Linked DNA regions of Mus musculus: regions 2, 3, 4, 5 and 6 are each linked to region 1. The links are chromatin contacts, called in public Hi-C, HiChIP or PLAC-seq and promoter capture Hi-C maps. All regions are on one chromosome and are shown on one strand. Each heading gives the region's core, a stretch centred on a gene start, on an enhancer-like site or on the middle of the called end of the contact. The rest is flanking DNA. Distances are from core to core; before and after follow the strand shown. Region 1 has its middle 65 kb from the start of 4930474N09Rik. Region 2 overlaps Gm26839 (predicted gene, 26839). Region 3 has its middle 18 kb from the start of Foxn3. Region 4 holds the start of Zc3h14 (zinc finger CCCH type containing 14). Region 5 overlaps Foxn3 (forkhead box N3). Region 6 overlaps Foxn3 (forkhead box N3).

The links. Promoter capture Hi-C pulls out the DNA fragments that hold promoters and counts their contacts. A called contact is a pair of places that touch in the nucleus more often than the background predicts. HiChIP or PLAC-seq counts read pairs in DNA pulled down with a chosen protein or histone mark.
Region 2: a contact with region 1 is called in an H3K27ac HiChIP or PLAC-seq map of heart atrium, with 8 times the contacts expected there. The contact joins two enhancer-like sites. A contact is called at or near these places in 4 of 484 Hi-C or Micro-C datasets (bone marrow-derived macrophages, embryonic retina, embryonic stem cells and 1 more), 2 of 115 datasets of contacts at active chromatin or transcription factors (embryonic basal ganglia and heart atrium) and 1 of 9 other capture datasets (embryonic stem cells).
Region 3: a contact with region 1 is called in a Hi-C map of cerebellar granule neurons, with 1.9 times the contacts expected there. The contact joins two enhancer-like sites. A contact is called at or near these places in 2 of 15 datasets of contacts at CTCF or cohesin (the NIH/3T3 cell line and large pre-B cells), 10 of 484 Hi-C or Micro-C datasets (CD8 T cells, the HPC-7 cell line, Sertoli cells and 6 more), 1 of 115 datasets of contacts at active chromatin or transcription factors (embryonic basal ganglia) and 1 of 9 other capture datasets (embryonic stem cells).
Region 4: a contact with region 1 is called in a Hi-C map of the N1E-115 cell line, with 16 times the contacts expected there. The contact joins the promoter of Zc3h14 here to the enhancer-like site in region 1. A contact is called at or near these places in 1 of 39 promoter capture datasets (HPC-7-derived erythroid cells), 1 of 15 datasets of contacts at CTCF or cohesin (the NIH/3T3 cell line), 1 of 484 Hi-C or Micro-C datasets (the N1E-115 cell line), 1 of 115 datasets of contacts at active chromatin or transcription factors (bone marrow-derived macrophages) and 1 of 9 other capture datasets (adipose tissue).
Region 5: a promoter capture Hi-C map of liver shows a contact between it and region 1, with 5 times the contacts expected there. The contact joins two enhancer-like sites. A contact is called at or near these places in 8 of 39 promoter capture datasets (HPC-7-derived erythroid cells, frontonasal cranial neural crest, hematopoietic stem and progenitor cells and 4 more), 1 of 15 datasets of contacts at CTCF or cohesin (large pre-B cells), 2 of 484 Hi-C or Micro-C datasets (embryonic stem cells and liver), 1 of 115 datasets of contacts at active chromatin or transcription factors (embryonic basal ganglia) and 1 of 9 other capture datasets (embryonic stem cells).
Region 6: a contact with region 1 is called in a Hi-C map of the N1E-115 cell line, with 10 times the contacts expected there. The contact joins two enhancer-like sites. A contact is called at or near these places in 3 of 39 promoter capture datasets (the 3T3-L1 cell line, the C10 cell line and hippocampal neurons), 2 of 15 datasets of contacts at CTCF or cohesin (the NIH/3T3 cell line and large pre-B cells), 18 of 484 Hi-C or Micro-C datasets (the 3T3-L1 cell line, B cells, the Ba/F3 cell line and 13 more), 5 of 115 datasets of contacts at active chromatin or transcription factors (SST interneurons, embryonic basal ganglia, neural progenitor cells and 2 more) and 1 of 9 other capture datasets (embryonic stem cells).

Annotation. Positions count from the first base shown.
Region 1 is chr12:99,096,673-99,099,202 of GRCm38.p6, forward strand. No RefSeq gene overlaps it. Among named protein-coding and RNA genes, the nearest start is that of 4930474N09Rik, 65 kb to the right of the region's middle. Within about 2 kb of position 1,264, at least 72 of the 459 cell types and tissues checked have an H3K27ac peak or open chromatin away from gene starts, as enhancers often do. A contact at or near this core is called in the N1E-115 cell line, adipose tissue, cerebellar granule neurons and 2 more, where this site is marked.
Region 2 is chr12:99,608,633-99,611,162 of GRCm38.p6, forward strand. All of the region lies in intron 2 of Gm26839 (predicted gene, 26839), which reads left to right. Gm35644 (a long non-coding RNA gene) reads right to left here. Exons shown (of 4, transcript XR_001780667.2): 4 at 1,464-1,716. Among named protein-coding and RNA genes, the nearest start is that of Gm35644, 10 kb to the right of the region's middle. Within about 2 kb of position 1,274, at least 48 of the 459 cell types and tissues checked have an H3K27ac peak or open chromatin away from gene starts, as enhancers often do. A contact at or near this core is called in heart atrium, where this site is marked.
Region 3 is chr12:99,466,953-99,469,482 of GRCm38.p6, forward strand. It overlaps a transcript of Foxn3 not described here. Among named protein-coding and RNA genes, the nearest start is that of Foxn3, 18 kb to the left of the region's middle. Within about 2 kb of position 1,264, at least 149 of the 459 cell types and tissues checked have an H3K27ac peak or open chromatin away from gene starts, as enhancers often do. A contact at or near this core is called in cerebellar granule neurons, where this site is marked.
Region 4 is chr12:98,745,697-98,748,226 of GRCm38.p6, forward strand. Zc3h14 (zinc finger CCCH type containing 14) reads left to right here and starts at 1,272. Exons shown (of 17, transcript NM_029334.2): 1 at 1,272-1,462; 2 at 1,784-1,826. The coding sequence starts at 1,427.
Region 5 is chr12:99,438,985-99,441,514 of GRCm38.p6, forward strand. All of the region lies in intron 1 of Foxn3 (forkhead box N3), which reads right to left. Among named protein-coding and RNA genes, the nearest start is that of Foxn3, 9.8 kb to the right of the region's middle. Within about 2 kb of position 1,262, at least 9 of the 459 cell types and tissues checked have an H3K27ac peak or open chromatin away from gene starts, as enhancers often do. A contact at or near this core is called in liver, where this site is marked.
Region 6 is chr12:99,376,034-99,378,563 of GRCm38.p6, forward strand. All of the region lies in intron 2 of Foxn3 (forkhead box N3), which reads right to left. Among named protein-coding and RNA genes, the nearest start is that of Gm51999, 15 kb to the right of the region's middle. Within about 2 kb of position 1,273, at least 74 of the 459 cell types and tissues checked have an H3K27ac peak or open chromatin away from gene starts, as enhancers often do. A contact at or near this core is called in the N1E-115 cell line, where this site is marked.

The sequences.
Region 1 (2,530 bases), core at 14-2,513:
CAATTCAGTTTCTCCTTCCAGGATTTTTTTTTTTCTGTTAAGGAGTCATCATCCCAGGGTGTCTGGTACCCAAGAGAGCCGATGGCACAACTTAAAAACTGTAGCAAAACAAAGGGACTTGAACTCCGGTGTCAGTTCACAGCCACTGGGCTTCTGCACTGTCCGCCACTAGGCAAAGATTCTCCTTGCCTTCCGTAAGCGTGAGGTGTTTCAACGACTTGATTTAGATTTCATGCGGAAGTAACTTTAAGGAAGGACTCAAGAAGAGCAGGCCTGGGTGAGAGTGGGGTGGAGGACAAGATTTAGGGATGGTTTCTAGTCCCTGCCCTAGGCCTCAAGACTGGGGCTGCCCCAGTCTGTTGGAGGAGACAAGCTCTCGGTACTCAATTTATAATGCTTTGATTCGCGTGTACACTAGGGGGCGCAAGCAGGCTTGTTTTCCAGAATGGCCCTAACAAATCCTCAGCGATTCTAAGGAATGGGGTAGAGGAGGGATGTCAGGAGCCACACTGTCTCTGAAAAGTGCTGAGAGTAAACGGATGTTTGAGGATGGGGTCTAAGAAGGAGGGTAATATCCTCACTAATTGCTCGAAGCGGTTTTCTATATTTGTCCACACCCCACACCCCCCATCAGCCTTGGAACTCTGAGCTGGGGCTAAAAGGGCAAGTTATGTGAGGGCCTGGGTTGCTCCCGGACTAAGCTGGCAACTAGGCTGGCAGGCTGGCAGCCTCGAGGTGAGTCAACACATGGAAGCTGGTGGCCCAGAGCGGCTCTTTCAAGCTGGCTGAGACTGAACCTCTACAGTAAGGCCAGTGTTTCACCCAGTCCTGAGTCAGCCAGCCAGGAGACTCGGGTCTATGGAAAAAGGCCCTACATACCTTTGCTCTGGAAAGAAGGGCTGTGCGTTTGGCCCCCAAATGCAAGAGCTCTTTTACCAAACGGACCTGTGCACCACTGACCTACTTTTTCCGTAGAGTAGACGGAAGCCAGCCCAGGAGTACACGGCCTTCTTCCCACCCGTTTCCTCCAATGCCTTCAACAGTGGCCTTGTTGTCCCAGGCTAGGGAACTACGGGTGTGGACCGTACTTTCCTGGCCTACCGAAGGGAAATGAGCGGAGGAAATCCGCACAAGGTTTTTTTTTTTTTTTCTGCCAAATATTTCTTCCCCTAGGAAGACAGTACATTCAAGCTACTGAGTGGAGACTGGAGTTAGGCCAGCCATAAACTATCCTAATGAAGACTAATAGGGAACTACAATTACTGTTGACTTCAGAATGCAAACACGAACTTTAGACAGCGATCCCTATCAGCCGGGGCGGTCGGGCACAGGCGGGGCGCACTGTTTTTGCGGTTGCTTAGCAATGGAAAATGAACTGTTCCTGCCTCTTATCACTGGAGGTGGAGGTAGGACAATGAGCGTTATTGGACTGAATAGGTATAAAATTAGTTTATTCTTTCTCGCTTGGAGAAGGCAATTGGCAGCAAAGAGAATGTCTTGGATGAGGGGCCCTGCAGAAGTTGGGGGAGGAGGGTGGCCTCTTTTCTATCTCAGCTGATCCCAACCAGCCTTGTGTTTCCCTCCAGATAAAGTTTGATTTTTGACTGTGAGTGACCCTCCAGAATTATCATTAGAGAAAACATATACAAATGTAAATCACAGACCAGGTTGGAAATGAGAGTTGGGGGAATGAAATCTTAGTAACAAGAAGGTTAAGGGTAACCCCCAAATCCACAGGTCGAGATACATAACTGAATGCAATGTTAAATATAGACATCTTAGGGTCTCTATGCTTGGTACTGTATTAGATCAGATGTAATGATTTTTAGGTAAAAGAACGTATTGTGGAAAATCAAAACTGGCACCTCCAAAATCCACAGTGAAGATGGTCGCCTGGCCGGAAGGTCTTGTGGCTACGCAGAGGGATTTCCTTCTTTTGTACGGAGGGTCTCTTTCTGCAGTTGTGGTGCTGACCTCTCCTGAAACTACTATGAAGTCAGTGGCTTTGGTGAAAGGAAACCCACCGGGGCTTCCTGGGCAATGGCATGGAAAGGACCTTAGACTCCACTAATGCACACAGTTGGATAGAAATTGTCGGATACACTGTTCCTAAAACAGCAGGCTGAGCCCGGGGTGGGCAGCTGATGGCAGAACCACCCCGTTCCTATGCTTTCTGAACAAGGACTCTCTGTGTAGCTGGGGCAGACCTCTAACTCACAGTCATCCCGCACCAACCTTCTCAATGCCGGGGTTATAGGTGTGAGCCACCGCTCCTGAGCCACCAGCATTCATGGTAACTTGTGGCCATTGAGAAGTTGACTTGGATGAAATCACACGGGCTTGCCAACAGCAAATCTTTTTCTTTTTTCTTTTAATTTAAAATCAACACATAGGGTTTGACTCGATGCACGCCACATGCCCTAGAGTCATAAAAAAGCCTAAAGGTATCTTCATTCCCATTGCTGTGACCTTATATGATGTAAAGATTAGGCAGATGGGATTGGATTAAGGATTTTGAGATGTAAATCCT
Region 2 (2,530 bases), core at 24-2,523, 510 kb after region 1:
TAGCCTTAAAAGAAAAATGTGGGGTCACATGAGTAAAGTTAAAAAAATGATATTGGGAAAATAGAATGGTGTTAGCTAGTCAAAAAAAAAAAATCTGGTCAACAAATTCATTTAATTCCCAATGACTTCTCCCCAGCTGCAAGTTTCTCTTTACTTCTTCTTCTTCTTTTCTTCTTTTTCCCCTTTGTAAGAACGCTACAGAAATGGAAAGGAAATCATCTGTAAACAGAAAGTATCGATCTTGGCAGAAGCCCTGTAAGGCACACGCGTACCACTTCCTTCCTTCCTTCCTTTTGATCCCCAGTAATAAAGGGAGAGAGAAAACATTCAGACAAACTGTCAGAAGGAAAGGTCGCATCCCCTGACCCTTACTCAGCCTTTCCCATGTCTCCTCCTGAGGTTCAACCAGACCCTCGAATCAGAGCAGAAAAAAAAAATTCCTTCTTGCTTGATAACGGTTCATCCACTGAAGCCAGTTGATCTGTGACTATGAAACGGTTGATACGGGCAAGGCCTGAGCTGGGAGGAGAGGAAAATGGAAAGAGAATGTTCGTTTTAAGAAGTGTAAAATCTTTCCGCCAGATCAGCGCCATCATGGACACGAGTCGCGTGCAGCCCATCAAGCTGGCTAGGGTAACCAAAGTGCTGGGCAGGATTGGTTCGCAGGGACAGTGCACGCAGGTGTGAGTGGAATTTATGGGTGACACCAGCCGCCCTATCATCCAAAATGTCAAAGGCCCCCTTCGAGAGGGTGACATGCTCACCCTATTGGAGTCAGAAAGAGAAGCTCGAAGGTTGTGCTTGATGCTGGGTTCTGGATATCCACGATTTAGCCCATGGAATGACCTACAATTGTTAAATAAAGCATTTGTATTAAAAGAAGAAGAAGAAGAAGAAGAAGTATAAAATCTAGGATGTAGAAAGGCAGCTTGCCATAAAGTGCGGAGTGAAGCAAGTGTTACAATAGTGTGATACAAAGGCAGCTAATGCCCTGTGAGAGCTCCTGCGTCAGAACGCCTGGAGGTACTGTTTGCTTGCTAGAAATCTAGGTGCTGTTCTGGAAAATACAAGTTTAAGAGGAGATGGAAGAGAGACTCTAAGACTGTCCAACCTAAGAGTAGACAGACAGGCTGAGGACAGCATGGCCTCCAGCCACATCCCTGAGTCTGAAGGGAAAAAGTCCCAATGGACAGAATCCTCCCACCAGTAGCGTATCCAGAGCATAGCCAGCACCCAAGGTCACGTCATTTGTCTCCTGGAGGGGCTATTTTTGGAACCCATGTGACAGGGCACTGACAGTGTTTTAAGCAGCTGGACAGTCCAGACAGGAGTTGGATCACAGAAGACAAACGAGGGGACACTATGTGCTTCCCTTTGCAATCCTCAGTGGTGCCCCCCCCACCCCCCCGCAGCTTCAGAAGAAAGGCCAAAACCTTTTAAAAAGGCTTCCCTTGGTAAACCGGAACAGTATTCGGTATCCTGGGTGGCTAAACAGCAGGGAAGGAGGGTACAGCACAGGGCTTTAGGGCTGATGCGCAAACCTGGTTCTCTCTGGACTTGGTGTTCATTTATATCCGGGCTTCTCGGACATCATCTAAGTATTGGGCGCTGCCGTAAATGCTGGGAACGCCATGATCAACCAGTTAGACTCAAGTGGCTTCGTTCTGCTTGGGCAAACCAATTGCCTGCATACGTGATCGTTCCGATGGGTGTGTGCTACACAGGAGGAAAAAGAACAGAAAAGTATCAGAAGTTGAAGTTGACATCAAGGGAGTCTGAGGTTAGGAGGTTCTTAGGCAGTGTTTCCCAGGGTTAAGAAGCAGATGGGCAAAGCAAGCCACACGCAGAAGTCCCTACAATCACGCATGACGTCAGGACTGGACAAAGGTAGTTATGACTATTCTGTGGCTGTGACAGTTCCTTGTGTGCATGCTTTGAACAACCCTAGGTTATAAAACACATAAACAGGAGTTTTAGGAACCCAGGGGAAATAGACCTTTGAAGTTTGGTTAAGTTTGTAGAAAGGTGTTTTCCCTGGGCTGGGTAGGGTTTTGGCAGGTGGGGAACAGAAGCAAATTGGACTCTAAAAGAGGAAGGAACATGAACATGAAACACAAGTACATTAGTATGTGTGCCGATACCATGAAGTAGCTATAGATTTTTTTTTTCCATTAGGAAATGGAATCTTTAAAAGGTGAAACCATTGAAAGAAGTGTTGAAGGTCACCAACATATTTGGCGATAAAGTTCAAATGTAACCAAGTCTAGATGGAGCCCACATCGCCCTTCTGAAAGCACATGGTGCATAGTGAGCTTTTAACAGTGGCTGTTACTATAGGCATCAGTAAGACTGCAACAGCCACCATGGTGCCCAAGGACGGAGCGGGAGGTGACCAGAGCAGGCATGGAATGACAAGAGTCACAGGTGGGCTTTGAAAACTCTGTCCACGTGACCTGCATACTCTGGGCCAGAAATAGCCAATGGCAGACTGAAGAGATGGCTCAGGTAGCTACCGTGGTTGCTGTGCAAG
Region 3 (2,530 bases), core at 14-2,513, 370 kb after region 1:
GAGGGCAGCCTGGCCTACAGTAGAGTGAGTTCTAGGACAGCCAGGGCTACATAAAGAAATCCTGTCTCAAATCCCTCCGAAAAGAAGGAAGGAAGGAAGGAAGGAAGGAAGGAAGGAAGGAAGGAAGGAAGGAAGGAAGACAGCAAATGGAGTTGTACTTCTAGACCTAAATTTGAGGAGGCTGAGGGGGCGTGACAGGTCCAGCCGTGGTCTGCCGTACTGAAAATTAGCTAAGAACCCCTCAGTGACATTATTTATTCAACAATATCAAAATGTAAATGAACCACTATGCTAAAAAAAAAAAAAGATAGAAAAAAGAGAAAGAAATCCATACAGCTGGTTTCTATATGAATGCAGAAACACCATTTCTTTAAAAAAAAATATGAACGATTTCTTCATCTCTCACATTCAGTTAGTATACAGTTGGCATTTTCAAAATGCAAACCTGATGTGGCTTTGGAATTCATTGAAGCACATTGGAAGACATCTGAGTGGAGGGGTTGGGGGGTGCGGCAGGGATTCTAGCCATATGCTGCTGGTGCATGGATTTGAATATTTGAAAGGTAATCTAGAAAAGAGAATGCTTCCAGCTCTCCTTACCAACAACAGTCATTCGTAGCAACCACACGTTTTATAGATCGAACCACTTGCCCATGTGTGAGACAATTACACGAGGACGTCAGGGGCTAGCCTCCCAGGGCAGCCTGGCTAGTTCAAGTGTGATTCTCGATAGGCTACTGGACATAGAGCCCAGCAGTCCTCTGCGTCACTGCTAAGGGAGGGATGATGGCTCTGGCCACATTGAGTGTATTCACAAAGAGATTTCCTAAAAAAAAAAAAAAAAAAATGCTCAAGTTTGGTGACCATGGATGAAAAGCTGCGGGGCCTCGCAATGGCTGCCTCCAAACCCGACCAGCAATGCTGTGAAATCAATCATCTCTCCTATCACGCTCATCGGATCCGCTGCTTGCACCCTTCTGTTTATCTGAGCAGCCACAAAGGAAATGGGCAAAAGCCAAGCCCACGGGCAGGGACTCTCCCTCTGGCTCTGATGGTGGTGTGCACCCAGAGAGGGATGGGAGGGACCCCTGTAACAGAACTGGGAAGGAGCCCTGTCAGAGCTCCTCAGCCCTGCCCATCTGTCCCTGGGCCAGGCCTCTAACTGGGTCATTCCGTCAGAGACCACACAAAAGACTGTGTGGTCGTGTGCACGGCTAATCCACTTCCGTGCTTGCAGAGGGCACTAACTCACATAAGAACAAACTCCATCGCCTCGCGCTTGGCTCGCTCACCAAGCCACATGTCTGAGACCCAAACCACCGCAAGTACAGGCTGGCGACGTCACCACAAAAAGAGTCCAAAAACCGAGTACTTTGTTTTCCATGCTTGGGAGGGCGGGGGCGGGGGAGGAAGTGAATGTGGACTTGTGACAGAGCTGAGAAACCTGACCACAACATTGGTGAGGAGGGGCTTTGGTTTTGGATCTGACCTGGCCACGGTTCTCAGTGGGCAAACACCTCCATTAGCTCAGCGAACAGGGGAATGCGCTCATCCCTGAAGGACAGGAAGAGAATAATTCCAGAACCGTGGCTCCAGGAGAGAAGGCTGGCACCTCTGCTTCAGCCCTGTCTAGCCACCACCATTATTCTACTCCTCCCCTTGACCCCATCCTCCATCTGAAACAAACTAGAACCTCAGGTCTGGAGGGAGTCTGGGAGCTGAGGCTTCACAGACATCCTCTCTTTGGCATGGCATGTCCCTAAGATGACACGTGAGAATCTACTCCTCCTACCAAGCACACGTCTTCTCACAGCATCTGTAGCCAGGGACCCCTCTCCTCTGACCCCAATTAATTCAACTCTGACCCAGAGCCCCTCTCTTGGATCCAGCACCCAAAGCTCTCCAAGAGCTCCTGAGGCAGACAAATGAACCCGTGGTCAAGCACGCACATCATCGCCAGGATAGCAGCATCTGAGATCTGGGATGACCTCCATCTCAGGCAGTGAATTACAACAGGTGTGGGGAGGTGTGTGATACATGAATTACCTCCTGATGGGGTTGTAATAGCCAGATCTTTTCTCTGCAGCCTAACAAAGTATGGCCAACAGTGTTACTGTTCTGATGGTAGTATTTGCTTGACTCTAGCCCACCTCACCAACTACTGTCCCTAACCCATCTGCCTTGAGCGGCATGGGCAGCGACTGATACCGCAGCCAGTGAGGAGACTCCAGAAAGTCACCCTCAAAGCACAGTGGTGAGGGTCTGAAGCACACTAGACCATAGCCACCTCATGTGGAATTCCAGGGTGGTAACGTAAGGAGCTGCCGGGCAGGGGAAAGAATGATCAAGTTGCCCCATGGATAGAAAGTAACAGTGACAAATGAGGACTGCCTTCTGTGACAGTCCTTAGCAAGCCAGGAAACACTGGAGAAATTTGAGAATTTGACATCTAAAAACCAAGACCCAATAATCATTCAAGAGTGGAGCGAAGGCTTGGCCGAACTGTTCTTTCTATCGGATTATAAACCAC
Region 4 (2,530 bases), core at 22-2,521, 350 kb before region 1:
TTAGTCCAACATATGGCTAGGCTCGGCCAAAACAAATAGCTGTGATTAATCCAAACATCCCATTTTGAGCTATAGAAGCAGACTGTTCAGGCCGGGAGGGGCACTCTCGGGAGCAGCTTACCCTATGGTTACAACAGCAGGCTTAACAAGAGGCTTCTCTCAAGCTCTCTTTTCTGACCCACTTTCAGCTGTGTGGACCCAAAGAGAGGCAGGAGATAGAAGAGGGAGGGAGCTGTTCAAGAGTGGCCAGGATAAGGTAAGAAGCTGAGAGGGGGAACAGGAGGCTCAGAGCCTAAGCATTAAAAGCAATGACGTAAAAAGCAATGAAGGGAACCTGCAGGCCCCGGTCACAAGAATTTGTGAGAACTGTCAGGTCTTCAGGGCCAAGTGTGCCAGGCATCTGACTGAGAGCTGTATCGCTGGCTACCACCATGGCCTGAGAAATCCCAGTACCTAGGACCTTCAGGAAACTGCAATCCCAGCTGAGACTGAGATTAGCAAACCCAATTTCTAGGCCCAAGGAGCTCTAATACATTCAGGGCTGACACCCAATAACGGAGCCCTGCGCACCAACTCTTAACACTAGAGGGCCCCAACTTCCCAGTCACACTGGTCAACACTGCAGGGTGTTGTAACACTAGAGGGTGACACTTGCCAGTCTTGCTACCTGCAGCTGGCAGCCCTCAGGAGGCAGGGGCAGGTGGATCACTGGGTTCAAGGCCAGCATGGGTTTCAGAGCAAGTTCCAGAACAGCCAGGGCTACACAGAGAAACCCTGTCTCAAAAAACAAAACAAAACAAAACAAAACATCCCTATAGAATTAAAGTAAGGTCATGGGTTCTGAATATCGTCCCTCTACCTCATCAAGTGTAATAATAGTACATCTTCTAGAAAATAATCTCCTTTTTGTCATTTGATAATATATATCTCAATCCCATAGTGATACTTGGGGTTAGATTTGAACTCGGATCAGGGCTCATAATGTTTGAGCTATACATACTTTCATCCTGATTACCTGTAGACTAAAATTCGCAAATGAGAAAGCATGAAAAGGAAAAGGAAAGGCTCCCCCGAAGCCTAGAAAGAGGAAGGTGAAACCAGGTAACCCCGTAGGCCATCGTCCTATGAGCCACCAGCAGTGGTCGCCAGAGCACAGGTTCCGGACCCCGCCCCCCTGCCCGGGACACACACGCGCGCGCGATTGCGCGCATGCGTGTGTGCTCAGACGCATGCGCGTTGGCTCCCACTTGCACGGGGGCGCCAGCAGGGGCGGGGACGCGCACGGCGGAGGCGGAGCGGCGGCGGCAGCGGCGGCAGCGGCAGCGGCAGCGGCGTAGGGGGCCCAGGCTGCAGGGTGGCAGCCCGCGGCGGGCTCCAGGTAACCGAGGCGCCGCGCAGTGCCGAGCCGGCCGCCCGCCGCCGAGCCATGGAAATCGGCACCGAGATCAGCCGCAAGATCCGGGTGAGGCCCGCGTCGGCGGGCGCTGGGCATGGCGGGCAGGCGGTTGCCAGGAGTAACGGGGCGGGTGGGCCCGGCCTGCAGCGTCTCCTCCGCGCCGGCCGCCTCAGACGGAGCGCAGGCGCGGCGGTCGGCTCTGGGGACTCCAGCGGGCCCGTGAGAGGCACCTGGGCGGCAGCGGCGGCGGCGGCTGCGGGAAGCGCCGCGCGGGGGGCGGCGTCCCCTCCCCCACCCCCCGGTTGCGCGGGGCGGCTCTTTCACTGTCGCGGTTTTCACAGGCACCTTTGCTGTTTTTTTTTTTTTTTTTCTCTCTCTCTCCCTCAGAGTGCCATTAAGGGGAAATTACAAGAATTAGGAGCTTACGTAGGTAAGTCGATTCTCATCCTTCGCCTCCATATACTACTGTAGGGCTTGTAGCTGCCTGGATGTGTGAGTGACTCTGCCCCAGAGCTCTTCGGGTGGTCTGCCTTGAGAGCCCTGGTTTTCCTCTCCCCTCGTTCCATCGAGCCATCTATAGCAGCACCCCGAGGTCCCTTCCCCCACCCCCATCTCCTGTCTAAGATGTTATTTTGAAATAGTCTAGCTTTTCTAACCTTCGGCTGAAGCTGTCGTGTTTTTAAGCACCCATGTTTGTTCGAATTTTGTTCTGTTTTTCCTGTTGTTACTTTCTCATCATGACCTTTAATTTGAGATCTCTCATTTTGGATATGAACATTATATGCTTCAGGCTTCTGGCATTTGCCACAGAGCTGGTTCAGTAAGTTTTATGTATTAGATTTTTTTTGTTTTTGTTTGTTTGTTTGTTTGTTTTTTCAGAATGAGTGTTTACTCTGAGCTAGGCATTGTTTAGCCATTAAAATGTAAATGATAATATCCCAGTTGTACAAATAGAAACAAAGGCTTCAGGTACTTGAACAGGCCTGGGGGAGGAAGCCTGTCTGACCCCACTGATGGTGGCTTTAGTTGTAAATCATGGGTACCTTAAAATAGTAACTCAGGGTCTGAGACCCTTACTGACCCCTGGAGTCAAATTTGTTTTCATAATGGTTAGAAGGCTTGACATTACACTAT
Region 5 (2,530 bases), core at 12-2,511, 340 kb after region 1:
GACCCCTACACATCTGGACATATGTCAAGATTACACTGGGTATAATAGCCAGTTAAATTATTAATGCAAGAACTGTACAAATAAAAGCATCATGTTCTTTTATATAGTAATAATTATTATTGTAGACAACACAAATTGAATAATAAGAACCATCAGGGAAGTTCAGTGATAAGCTAACAATTTTCAGCAATCAGATCAAATATCTCTGCTCAAGCTGTTTAATAAAATAAATAGCAGCTTGTTGGCATTTTTGCTCAGTTAAGCACATAGTCTACATCCCAGGTAGAACTAAGAAAGACACAGAGATGATACAGAAAAAAAAAAAAACGTAATTATGATGGTGATAATTTAGCTATATCCAAATCCTGAGCAAGCTGGACATGGATTAATAAATAACATAACCTCAGAATTAAAAAAATAACATTTATTTATAGATGCATGCATGTTTACATAGGCATATACAGTTCCACATGTGTATACATTATATGAATTTTCATACATATCAGTCAGTTATTAATATAAAGAGTAGTAGTACTTCTATTAATTCGTATTGGGAATAATGTTATATAATGTGATAATGCTAAGCCTGGGACTGAGGACAGAATGCTTCCCTATCATGCCTGAAGACCCAGGTTCGACCCCCAGCACATAAAATGTATGTGGTGATGCCAGGAGTCCAGAGAATCAGAGAGTCACCCTCATTCCACAGGGAGTACAGGGCCAGCATGGGCTATAAGAGAGCAAGCTTCAAAAAGAAAAAAAATTCTTCAGGTCTTGGAAGTCACTATGAAGCACTGCATTCCCCATGACATGGCCACTCCCCATTCTAAATAAGGGGGCTGCAGGGTGTTTCCTATTTACCCAAAATGGGCTTCGACAGGGCCCTCCAGGACCACCTGGTCCTCCAACTGAACTGAGTCCTGCTCAGTTCCACCCCAGTTTATCAGAGACTGGGAAGGAGACAGCATGTCCCATTCATCAGATTCAACGAACCACTGGGGAGTAATTCAGACCTTCAGTGGCTATTTGGACCAGTTCCCTGCTTCTCTGTTCACCTGGAAAATTATGTGTCACCAGAAGATAGTGACACTGGGAGACGGGAAGTGTGTGTGTGTGTGTGTGTGTGTGTGTGTGTGTGTGTGTGAGGTTTACAGTCAAAAGCTTTAAATTCCCTAAGCTTTTCTAGCACAAATAGAGCCGAGCTGATAAACGGGTTTACCCTTGTTGCTATCAGAGTGCTGATCTCCCAAGCAAACACATTTTGTACTAGGGTCTGACTGTTGAAAGTCCAACTGTTGAGAGGCCATTGGACTCAGGATCTGGGGAGGCAGCCCTTCACCAAGGCCTCCCTCCTCATTATGGTCTATGTGTCATATTAAGCAGGCCTGTTGAAGGTCACTCTCTTATAACAGCAGTCTACTTTTTTATATATAATATGATTTATTTATATTTTATGAATTGGTGTTTTGCATGGATGGATGTCTGTGTGAGGGTGCCATGTGGGTGCTGAAAACTCAACCAGGCCCTCTGGAAGAGCAGCCAGTGCTCTTAACCACTGAGCAATCTTTCCAGAAGAGACCCAAGGATTCTACCTTAAAATAGCTCTTCAGAGTCCTAGGAAGACATCCCTGCTCTGACTTCTGATTTCCAGTTCTATCCCATTAATTTATATATATATGAGATTGATCTCATGTATGCATGAGATTGGATCTCATTTATATATGAGATTGGATCTCATGTAGCCCAGGCCAGTATATGTCTTCCTATGAAGTCATGGAGGGCCTTGAACTCCCGACCTTCCTGTTTCTACCTCCCAAGTGCTGGGATTACAGGTGAGCATCACCACACTTAGTTTATGTGGTGCTAGTGACCGAACACAGGGTACCCTGCATACTAGGCAAGCACTCTACCAGAGGCGCACTAGCCCTGGCTCCAGATCCTCTTACTATGCTGATGCTATCATTGGTGGAACTCCAAGCATTGAATATAGTCCTGAGACTGGGCCCAACAGACTCAACCCCAGATTAACATTCCATTATCCATGGAGGGCCTTCAAATGCATTTACAGGAGATGGAGTGTATTAATCACGGTGACACATGAGGACACACGAGGGTGACAGGTACAGTGCAGGCCAGCAGGCATCATCACACTGCTCATGGCAATCAGGGGGATAGCCTCTCTCTGTCACTGCATGGGGTGGGATAGCCAGATGTCACCCTCGAGATAAATATGTGAATGCATAGTCTTAACCCAGAGTGCTATGAACAGATGCCCACTCGTCTTTTCCACTCTCCTGAAGCCAGGAAGAAAGTCTTAATTGCTGGTATGCCTCTAATACCTGCTAATCTTCCTTTTAATAAAGATAAGCCCTGGGCTTTGGGCCTCCAGTAAACGGCAATCTGAGACCGAAAGGAGGCTAGACGAGGAGGAGACAAAGCAGCATCAAGAAATAGGAGCAAGAGGAGAGCCAAGGGTCCGCAGATACAGATTTCACACAGCAGCGAGACTGCAAACTCGGGGGCTCATTTT
Region 6 (2,530 bases), core at 23-2,522, 280 kb after region 1:
GGAAAGCAAGGGAGCCACCACATCAGTATCTCTGTTGCTAAGGCAACTGCTTACTTTCCATATCAACTGCACACTCGTTGCTATGGAGACGCACATACAAAAAAAAAAAAAAAAAAAAAAAAAAAAGTCCTTCTCTGGCCAGGGACCAGATGGCAGAGAACTCACCGAAGTCTTGGGGTAGGGGACTTTGCTAAATAGGATGCTAAACGGATGTGTCCTGGAGTGCACTTTCTCTCATCACATAGGAGATGCAGAGCTACTCCAAACACATTTAGGATTTGCATCCTTATTGCAGAAAGCAAAGAGCTAAAACAGAGATCGGACTTCTTTCTGACTGAGAGGTAATCCAGGAACTCTTGGTTCCGTTCCCTGTGCACTTCTTAGTTATTCCATTGCCTCTGCATTGCCTAACTTACACCTGGACCCTGACTTTCACCGAGCTTCATGTTCATACAGCAAACATTCAACTTGAAGGCTCTACTTAGATAGTTTAACGGTAGCTCAAAAAAGAGACAGGCAGACAGACAGAAGACAGACAGACAAAAACATTGAGGCTCGGCATGGTAATACAAACCTTTAATCTCAGCACTCGGGATGCTGAGGCAGGTGGATTTCTGTGAATCGGAGACTAGCTAGGGTTACATAGTGAGACCCTGTTTCTAACAAAAAAACCCTATCTCAAACTGAACACTAACAAATTCCTACCCTACCTCTCCACCCAAATGTGCCCACGTACCTGCACCCACAGACTGCGATCTTGAAGCACGCCAGAGTAACCGTCACCACTCAAAGGCCAATACTCTGCTCCTGTCCCTTTAAATGTCCAATTCTGCTTCTATAGATTTCCTGAAGCCTTCTTGCTGCTCTTTGGACATTCGCAACCATTACCACCTCAGAGCCTTCGCAGGGCTTTGTCTTGCTGTCCAAGGCGCGCCCAGCCAGTTCCTCTGAAGAGCCTCTTGAACTCACCGCCCTCCTGTTCCCTTCTACTGCATCTCCTCCCTCTAACTTTCTTCACCGCACCCATCACTACCTGCCCGGCCCACGTAATGAAGTGCTGTTTAGCTCATCTTCCACCCCCCATCCTTAGGACAGTCTAGATCACCCAGTGTCTGACAGGTACGGCCTTTGTGAACTGTTCGTTGTTAAATGAAGGGAGGCTACTTTTTTCTGCAAATAAGAGTTAATTTTTACTTTGCAAACTCCGTGTTCCTTGAGGTCTTCCGAGCTCAGCACAAACACTATCTATCGCCTTACATGACATCATCCACAGCTGACTCACCCAGCATCCCGGGACTTACACCAGCATCCCGGGACTTACACCAGCAGTGTTGGGGGAGCCAGGGGGGTGGGGGGGGGGGGGTTACGTCCTGGCTCTGTGCCAGGCAGCTTGGAGTCAGTGTTCACATGATTTGACCTTTCTTTCTAAGACAGCATATACAAAGGTTCTGCTTCCTGAGTGTCTTCAAGCTAATGACATTAGTTGAATCACTTATAGGTCTTGTCCCAGAGGACAGGCACAGCCTTCCAAGAGACACTTCAAAGAGATCCTGTAAGTGGAGGGGAACCCTGGACTAGAGCCCCTAGGGTCCAGAGGAGACCTGGAACACCCTAGGAGCTGTAAGGGGAAAGATGTGGGAGCAGCCAGCTCTGCCAGTATTTACTGCCTCCTGCTGAGTTCAAGGCACAGGTACTCAAACAAGCCCAGGCGGGAGACCTAGCTCAAAATCAAAGGCTCTGTTCCTGGAACTGCTGGGAATCTTACAAAGCAAACCATCAAGTTATTATTAAAAGAACAACTTTAGGCACGACTATCTTCAACGATATACTTTCTTGCTTTTCTCTTATCCATCTTGGCACACACTCTATCTTTACCTCTACCAAGCTACTGCTTTTGAAGATAGTCAATGCAATTTAACCAGAATATCTTGAAGTAAAACTTCAACTGGACTATTTTAAAGAAAGACTACATTGGTGACTTTAAGCTGTCCCCACTGTTGTTCATGGAACCTTCCAGCCACCACCTCTCTCCTTCTCTTTCCTCTGATACTGTTCAACACACCTCTAGTCCAGTGACATGAGTCTCTGCATCCAGACCTTTGTGTCAGAAGATCCCATATGACTTAGTAATTGTATGTGTGTGTGGGGGGGGGGGGGGGGTTTACATCAAAACTACATTTCCCAGTCTTCCTTGTAGCTACAAGAGATCATGGGAGTAGAAGATAGCCAATCAAATTTTAAAAAGGGAGCGTCCCTTCAACCTGCTAATTCCACAGGACCCTACTTGTCTTTCCCTTCATTTCTGCGGTGGCTGATGCTATCCTGGACCATGAAACACTTGAACAGAAACCAGCAATGCACTAAAAATAACAGCATTAGACTCATCCCCGTGGCACAGCAATACTTGTCGAGCTTGCTTACATCAGCAGCATTTGCCTTTTCAGCACCAGCCGTGCCTCAGCCTATCTGTTCCCATCACAGGGCACCTAAGACTGCTCTGTTTACAACTCACTGGAGCGTTTCCTCCCCT